Linked DNA regions of Mus musculus: region 1 is linked to region 2. Evidence: chromatin contacts called from public promoter capture Hi-C data. All regions are on one chromosome and are shown on one strand. The core of a region is the stretch at or near the end of the contact, and the rest is flanking DNA. Distances in the headings are between cores, read along the strand shown. Region 1 holds the start of Usp54 (ubiquitin specific peptidase 54). Region 2 holds the start of Anxa7 (annexin A7).

Region 1 (3,916 bases), core at 869-3,368, 140 kb before region 2:
CTATAAAATAGAATTTTAGTTTTATGAACATTAGAAACAAGAATAAAGAAACACTGAAGAAAAGACCCTACTAAACCCACTAGGCAATTCCTAAATCCACTAGGCCTACCTACCAAGTAATGGAAATTCCTGCATGGTCAGTGCCCTTCCTTCCTTAGTATTCTGTTCTGAGCATTGATCTTGGGGGTTCTTCAAGGGTGGGACCCACACCCCTAGCTATAGCTCTATACCATTTTTTAATAAATGAACACAGAGTCTTGCTATGTTAGCTGGACGGGAAAGCACTATCTATCTGCCTGCTTCTGTTTCCCCAAGTGCTGGGGTTAAAGGTGGGGGCCACCATGCTGGGCTCTATATACTATATCATAATGACTTTGAAGGGCTACCTTTTTTTTTTCGGTAGTTAATATATTTTTAAAATTAATCTTTATTTAATTTCAGGTACACAGATGTTTAGCTTATATGTGTATGTATATGTCCTATTAGTCCATTGCCTTCTTGTCTGTATAGGCTAGAAGAGGGTGTCAGATCCCCAGAGAATGGAATTACAGATGGTTCTGAGTTGCCATGTGTATGCTAGGAATTGAACCCAGGTCCTCTGGAAGAGCAGCCAGGGCTCTTAACCACTGAGCCATCTCTCCAACCTCTAATATTTTATCTTAATTGTCAACCTGTCTGGATTTAGAATTACCATTGAAATTGCATACCTAAAGGTATGTCTATGACTGTTTTCAGAAAGGTCTAAAAGGCAGTACCACTCTGAATGTGAGTAGCACTACGGCTTGGGAGCCTGGATTGACTTGAAAAAGTATGAGGAAGGCCAGCCCGAGTTGCTCGTTCTCTGCTTCTTGACTACCACTGCAGGGTGACCAGTTGTCCGGGCTTCTTCCGCTAAGCCTTTCCTGCTGTGAGCCAAAGTAATTTTTTCTCAATTTGCTTTGTTAAATATTTTCTCATAGAGAAAAGACCAAGTACAATTTGGGCATCTTTCTTTCCATTTAGTACTGATCAGTAGAAGTCTGTGCTTTTGCCTTGGTGTGGCACTTCTGTGCCTTGGCACTATGTATTAGAAGACTTGGTTGGAATACTGATAGTGAGCAAGAGAACCAATAGCTTTCTTCTTTTAAACTTGGCACTTGCTTTGCTGCCAAAGGACTGCTTTACTTTTAAGCATATTGTTAAAATGTAAGCTTAATTAGTTTTGGACAGTGTCCATGGTTGTTTAATTTCACCAATAAACTTTAATTAAATCTTTTTTTAGTGACCAAGGATTTTCTCTCAAGGTTTAGAAATAAAGCCAACTTTCATAAATGGCAAGAATTTTGCTGATGAGTTTTTTCCTCAGTATGCTTATAAAACAACTCATTTCAATAAAGCTGTTTAATAAGCAGAGTGATACACAGATACATGTGTGTTGGTCTTCTTGGCCTTTATGCCCTGCCTGCAAATGCAAGTTCTGTTTGACTGATCACATGTTTTAGGGTGGGATCCAACTGCAGCTCCCTAAAGAGGTGTGGAGATCTTGGCTGGAAGAACCTTTAGAGTCAGTTCTTGTTTTAAATCGACTGGCAACCCCAGCAGCTTGGTTTACATAATTTCTATTCATACAGTTTCCTAATTTCTTTAATAGCATGGCCCATTTTAGTGTTTAAGACGGAAGACTTTTGCCCATTACAATGGTTTCACTGCAGATAGTCTTGGGACTTTGAATTGACTCAGACAGCATTGTTTTTGGTGGTTCTCTAGGGCACTGCAAAGGTGTCTTCTCACAGACACCACACAAAGAGTTCTTTTAGGACCAGCCCTTTGGAAGCAGCTGCCACCCTGCAAACCTTACTTTCCGATGACCTTGCCTTCAGGAGTGCCTCTGGATGAAGCAGCCTCTCATATAGTTGTTGTAAACCTCCTGTGACGTTCGTCATAAGTCTTTCCCAGAGTTCTGGTTAGTTCCTTCAGTTTTAGCTTCTCAATGAATTGTTCCTGGTAGTTGGCAAAAAAATTGTTTTATCCCTGACATCCTGTTGTGTGCCTTTGTGGTTAGATGAACAGTTTCCCACTGTTGCTCCTTGCGCTTGTCTCCTCCCTCTGTACCCTAGCCTCTGTTCCGGTCTGTGTCACTGCCCCACAGATGCCCTTGTGAGTGCTTGCAGTTTTTTCCTGAGCTCGAATGGGTTGTCTGGTAAGCATTGTAGTTGTATTAAAACTGTGTAGAGGGAGGATACCATGACTGAGTAGTGTTTGTGAAGTTATTCCAGCCCACCCCACCCTCACCCCTCTAATAGCTTACTTTGAAATTGAGTTTTGAACTCAATTTTCAGGAGATTTTTTTATGTTGTCTTTTTTTTTTTTCTTTCTCCAACCAGATGTTAAATTTGTGAATTTTATTTTCTTCCTCTAACATATATTGTATATATGAACTTGTTAGAATTAAAGGGGAGATTTACAAGTTTAAAGAAAAGAGTTGTAGGTTTAGTGTTTTGAATTTCCTTAAAACAAGTTATTTGTTAGAAGGTTGTATTCTTTGTATTTATTTTTCAAACTCAATATATGGGCTAAGGAAGTAACAGAGGTCCTGTTTTTTGGCTAACCTGTGCAGTAACATTACTTTCAGACGCAGAGTGATGTCCTTTTCCATCACCAGAATGTTCTTGGTAAAATTCATTTAGATTTTGACAGTATGTTTTCATTCTGGGAAGTGGTTTGCTGAGTATTTCAGAGTGGCAGATGCTTGCTTCTAGAGAGTACTTTAGGAAGTTAGATTTGGTCATTAGACCTTTTCCCTTCTGGTATGAGGTATTTTGATCCTTTGAAAATAAAATGTTTTATATTTGATGCTCAGGTTATTCCAATGCCATTTGAACAGTATTTCATAATGCTATTATTTTCTTGGATTGTATATTTTGACCTTCATCTAAGAAATAGTGGGGTGCATGCATGTGTGTGTGTGTGCGCTTGCACTCACATTTTTTAAAAGCTTTGGGTTCTGTAGAACTGCTACTAACAATATGAGGAAAATTTACTGAGATTTTATTGCTGTTTAGTTGAATCTGCTTTATAAGTGGAGGTTGTGCTTGTACAATAATAATTTCTTGATCTCCTAGGTTCTATGCTAAATGCTACACATATATTTCTAATTTTCACTACAACCCTGACAAGTAGATAGTATTTTTCCTTATCATGCATAGGTAGAACTTCTCCCTGTCCTCTTCAGACCCTTGCAGTATGAGAATGACTCCCACCTTTTAAGAGCTAAGGACACCCAAGGAGCTGAAGGGGTCTGCAACCCAATAGGTGGAACAACACTGAACTAACCAGTACCCCCAGAGCTCTTGTCTCCAGCTGCATATGTAGCAGAAGATGGCCTAGTTAGCCATCATTGGGAAGATAGGCCCCTTGATATTGCAAACTTTATATGCCCCAGCACAGGGGAACGCCAGGGCCGAGAAGCGGGAGTGGGGGTGGGGGAGGCTAGGGGAGCAGGGTGGGGGAAGGGTATAGGGAACTTTCGGGATAGCATTTGAAATGTATATAAAGAAAATATCTAATAAAAAAAAAGAGCTAAGGACATGCTGTGTGTCCAGTAATGTTCATTTGAGTAGTTGCTACCATTATTACAAGTTTCCAGTGAAAGAGCAGTATGGAAGGCCACCCCCACTCCCTTGTAAGTGGTAGGGTTAACATTTGAACTGACTCAAAGGCTGGAGTTCAGTAGCTTTTGAGAATATGAAAGACTTTTAGGATAGATTTCAGTACCTCCTGGTTTTTACTGCTCTCACTGAAGAGAGCTTTGTTTGTGTTCTTTCTGATTCCTTGCTTTGTACTCTCTGTCACCTCCCTTCCCAGTCACGTGCTTGCTTTCTCACACTGGAGTTGCTCGTACCATTCTGTGCCAGTGTTCTCCTGACAGAAATGAGTC
Region 2 (4,144 bases), core at 1,233-3,732:
CTAAGTTACAGACACTTGGATTTCACAAACCAAGACATTGGAAGGTTTGTTATCTGGTAAAGACCCATTTCCTGGTTTATAGAAGGCGGAACCTTTTTTTTTTTCCTCATCCGGTAAAAGGGTAGCCAGTCATACTTTTTTTTTTTTTAAGATTTATTTATTTATATGTAAGTACACTGTAGCTGTCTTCAGACACTCCAGAAGAGGGAATCAGATCTCGTTAGGATGGTTGCGAGCCACCATGTGGTTGCTGGGATTTGAACTCCAGACCTTTGGAAGAGCAGTCTGGTGCTCTTACCCACTGAGCCATCTCACCAGCCCCCCAGTCATACTTTTAATCAGGGCAATAAGCCCATACATTAGGGTAGTGCTCTCTTGGCTTAGTCATCTCCCAACAGCCTTACTTCCTGATACCATAATCTTGGAGACGAAGACTTAGAAACATCAATTTTGAAGGAGATACATACATTTAGACCATTGCAAAAGTTGAAAAAAAAATCCTTACTGTTTATGAGTCATCTGATTTTTGACAAGGATCAAAGGGATAAACGTTTTTTCCTTCCTTCCTTTTGATTGTTTTTGAGAAAGGATTTCTCTGTGTAGCTGTCCTGGAACTCATTCTGTAGAACAGACTGAATAATAGACCTTTCAACAAACCTTGCTAGAACAATTGGATAGCCACATGCAAAAGAGTAAAGTTGAAGCTCCAGTTCATATCATATAAAGTGAGTTTAAACTGTGTTGTGGGACATGCCTCTAATTCCAGTACAAATGCCGGTATGGCAGGAGGCTCAGGAACTGGGAGGCTGTCCTGGCTACACAGCAAGGCTAAAGTCAACAAAATCGACAGCACTCAGGAGGTAGAGGAAGAAGGATCAGTTCAAGCTCATCTGTGGTCGCACAGCAAGTTTTGAGGTCAGCTTGAGCTATATGAAGACCCAGCCTCAAACACTTTAAAATGGATCAGAGATCTAAAGAACTTCAATGCTTAGAATATATAAATCTTCATGAATTTGTACAATGTTTTCTTAGATATTACACGAGTAGCACAAATGTTGGCTTTCACACCAACTTGGGCAGCCATGTGCAGAGACTCCCCTTGTATGAAGCACCTAGAGACCTCCAGCTGCCAGGCTCCACCCCACAGGCTACTCGAACAGAAGAGTGGGAGTGGCCAGGCCCCGCCCTACAGAAAAAGAAGCTCATGATCTGGCCACCCTGGAAAGGTCTGCACCTCCCCGCCAAGACACCGGATAGAAAGCCTGCTTTCTGCTCACTTCTTCACTGCTTCTTTGCCAAGTCTATTCTGTAAGGTTTGATGTGTGGTGTGACTCTGCTATTCCTTGGCTCCAGGAATACCAGAGGATTCCAGGATACCTTTTACTTCTGGGATGTAACAATGAAAACAAAAAACTACCTTCTTTCAATTTTTTTTTTTTTTTTTTTTTTTTTTTTTTGGCTTTTTGGCTTTTTGAGACAGGATTTCTCTGTGTAGCCCTGACTGTCCTGGAACTCACTCTGTAGACCAGCCTGGCCTCGAATTCAGAAATTCAACTGCCTCAGCCTCCTAAGTGCTGGGATTAAAGGTGTGCGCCACCACTGCCTGGCTTACCTTATTTTAAATTTTATGTTTCAAATATCAAGTGAAAGTGCCTTGGGCCTGTGAGATGGCCCAGTGGTAAATGGGCCTTGCAGCCAAGCCTGGAAAACACAGTGGCATTCTCTCAACCTACATGGTGGAAAGGGAGCACTGTCTCCTCTTCCAAGTTGTCCTCTGACCTCCACATGTGCCCACACTCAGAAATATATCTTATACAAATAAACTTTTTTAAAAACTGTAGTATAGTGGAATTGGCGTGTGCTGAGGTGTGAAGGCATTTGTCTCCATGCCTTACCCAAGTGTTTACCGTGGAGCCTTATGACCTGAATTCCATCCCTGAAAATCACATGGTAGAGGAAGGGAAACAATCCCTACAAGTCATGCTCAGGCTTACATACCCAAATACAATTTTGTCGTGAAAGTGAAAGCCATGGTGGAGAGCTGGCTCAGTCAGGTGCAAATGCCAGCCTGTAATTCTATCACTGAAAATGCATACGTGAATCCCAGGAGCTCACTGATCAGCCATTCTTGCCTTACTGCCCATCAGTCCCAGTAAGACCAACCTTAAAAAAAAAAAAAAAAAAAAAAAAAAAAAAAAAAAAAAGAGGTGAACATTTGGTTGACCTGTAACCTCCATTCATCACTTCACTATGTCTCTGTGTATGTTTTCTTTCCATGTAAGTGCCTCAAATACTTAGTTCTATATATGGTGAGTTTAACACTAATGGACCAGTAGAACTTTGAACCCTGCTTAGTTTTGTTTAATTCAACTCCAGTTCTGTCTACTCACAATTCCCTATAGTCACATGAAACAAACCTAGGTTCTCAGGATCCCCGGAGGCCTGGAGCTCTCTATCTTTGAGTCCCTCTGCTCCGCCCACTTGCGCGGCTCCACCCAAAGCTGCAGTTCCTTTCTACAGTAGCACCACCTGGAGTAGATTTACCTCGCTGAGATATAGACACGTGTTAAAACTAGCTGAGCCACCTGAGGGGCGCAGCGTCCCGCCCGAGCTTGGGGGCGGTCCAAGCAGCTAGCACCCTCGCGCCGCCCATGCGCCACGCCCTCTGGCTCCATATTGCAGGAAAGCGGGCTAGGGTGTGACGCTGCTTTCTCGTTCAGGTGAGGACTCGCACCCCCTCCCCTTGCTGTTCTTCCGTCGGTCAGTCAGCTCGTTCCCAGTCCCTGGTCTGGTCTTCCAACCGTAGTCGTAGAGCCCCGCGCGTGTCCTAACGAGGTGGGCCTCCGGGTGGCGGACGCGGACTCGGACGCGTTTCGGGTGTTTGGGGTGGGTTGGGCATGCTTTCCCTGCGTGCTGGAGGACTGGGAAGGTCTGTGGGTAAATCACTCTGTTAGGCTTAGAGTGGGATGCCAGGCAGCAGTGGTACCCCGCTTTCGGTCAGTTGGGCCGCAAGTGGCGGACTTAAGGCCCGATGGTGGCCCTGGTGAAGCCCCTTGCCAGAAGGCCGACTAGCAGCTCCGAAAGCTGGCTTTGGCTAGTGACTAGACTTTTTGGTGACACAGCAAATTTAGAGGAACTTGAGGAATTTGTGCCGTGCTTAATGACATCTAGGGCAGAATTCACAAGCCTGATATGTAAGCTCCGGTTTAAAATTCTTGGAAACTATTCCAGTAACAATCTAGATTTTTTTTTCCTTGTCCTTGACCCATATCAGCCGTCTAGGTAAGCAAGATGCAGAGGGGAATGGCTAAACCAAGTGAAAAGACGAAAGGTATTTTACTGTTATCCATTACATTCCTTAATTGCTGCCAGGTGATAGCGAGCCATTCTGATAAAGCAATCTGCCCCAATTACAGTACAAGTGTAGTGAGCTACGGTTTAGGCCAGGAAATCATTAGAAACAAGTGGAGTAAATAATTTTGCTCCCGCAAACTTAAACCACCCTTTAGCCCTCGTGGTTAAGTAGAGGGCTACCTTCCCACGCAGAGGACTAAGCCCTGTTTCCCTGTTATCCTCAGTCATTGCTTTAAATGGCCCTTCCGGAACCTAGAGGCGGCTTTTGGGAAACTGTTTCTGTTCTTGCCTGGCCTAAGTCACACTTCCTGTTTCCCTTCCCAGTTTGTCACCGGTCCCCACCCCCAACCCCACCCTTAACTTCTTAGGCCTCTTGCCAGTTGAGAGACTGACATAGATCCACCCTTTTACTAACTGACTCACTGGGTGGAGATGGTTTGGAGAACCAAGATTGGATTTTCCAAGTTTTTCTAAAGGTTGTTTGTAACATTGTTAAAGGGAAAACAAAAGCTCTGGTTCACTCAGAAGAGTCCTGTTAACTTCAGCAGAGCTGAGTAATTTGTTGAGTCACCCTAGGGTTTGTTAGCCTTTTACAAAAAGTTTAAAGTCTACTTTTTGAAGTGATCACATGAGCAATGTTTAAAGGGGCTAAAAGGCCATGAAAAAATGAGCTGCTTTGTCGTTATACCCCCCACATACACACCCACACCCCACACACACCCCACACACACCTGCATGCACTCTCCCAGTCAGGCTGCACCCTTTTCTGCTTCCCTGTCTCCTTCCTGTG

The links. Capture Hi-C pulls out chosen DNA fragments and counts their contacts.
Region 1: a contact with region 2 is called in a promoter capture Hi-C map of liver. The contact joins the promoter of Usp54 here to the promoter of Anxa7 in region 2. A contact is called at or near these places in 5 of 39 promoter capture datasets (the C10 cell line, cranial neural crest, frontonasal cranial neural crest and 2 more), 1 of 115 datasets of contacts at active chromatin or transcription factors (embryonic stem cells) and 4 of 9 other capture datasets (adipose tissue, liver, macrophages and 1 more).

What each region holds. Positions count from the first base shown.
Region 1 is chr14:20,616,556-20,620,471 of GRCm38.p6, reverse strand. Usp54 (ubiquitin specific peptidase 54) reads left to right here and starts at 2,118. Exons shown (of 21, transcript NM_030180.2): 1 at 2,118-2,179.
Region 2 is chr14:20,478,471-20,482,614 of GRCm38.p6, reverse strand. Anxa7 (annexin A7) reads left to right here and starts at 2,482. Exons shown (of 13, transcript NM_001110794.1): 1 at 2,482-2,720.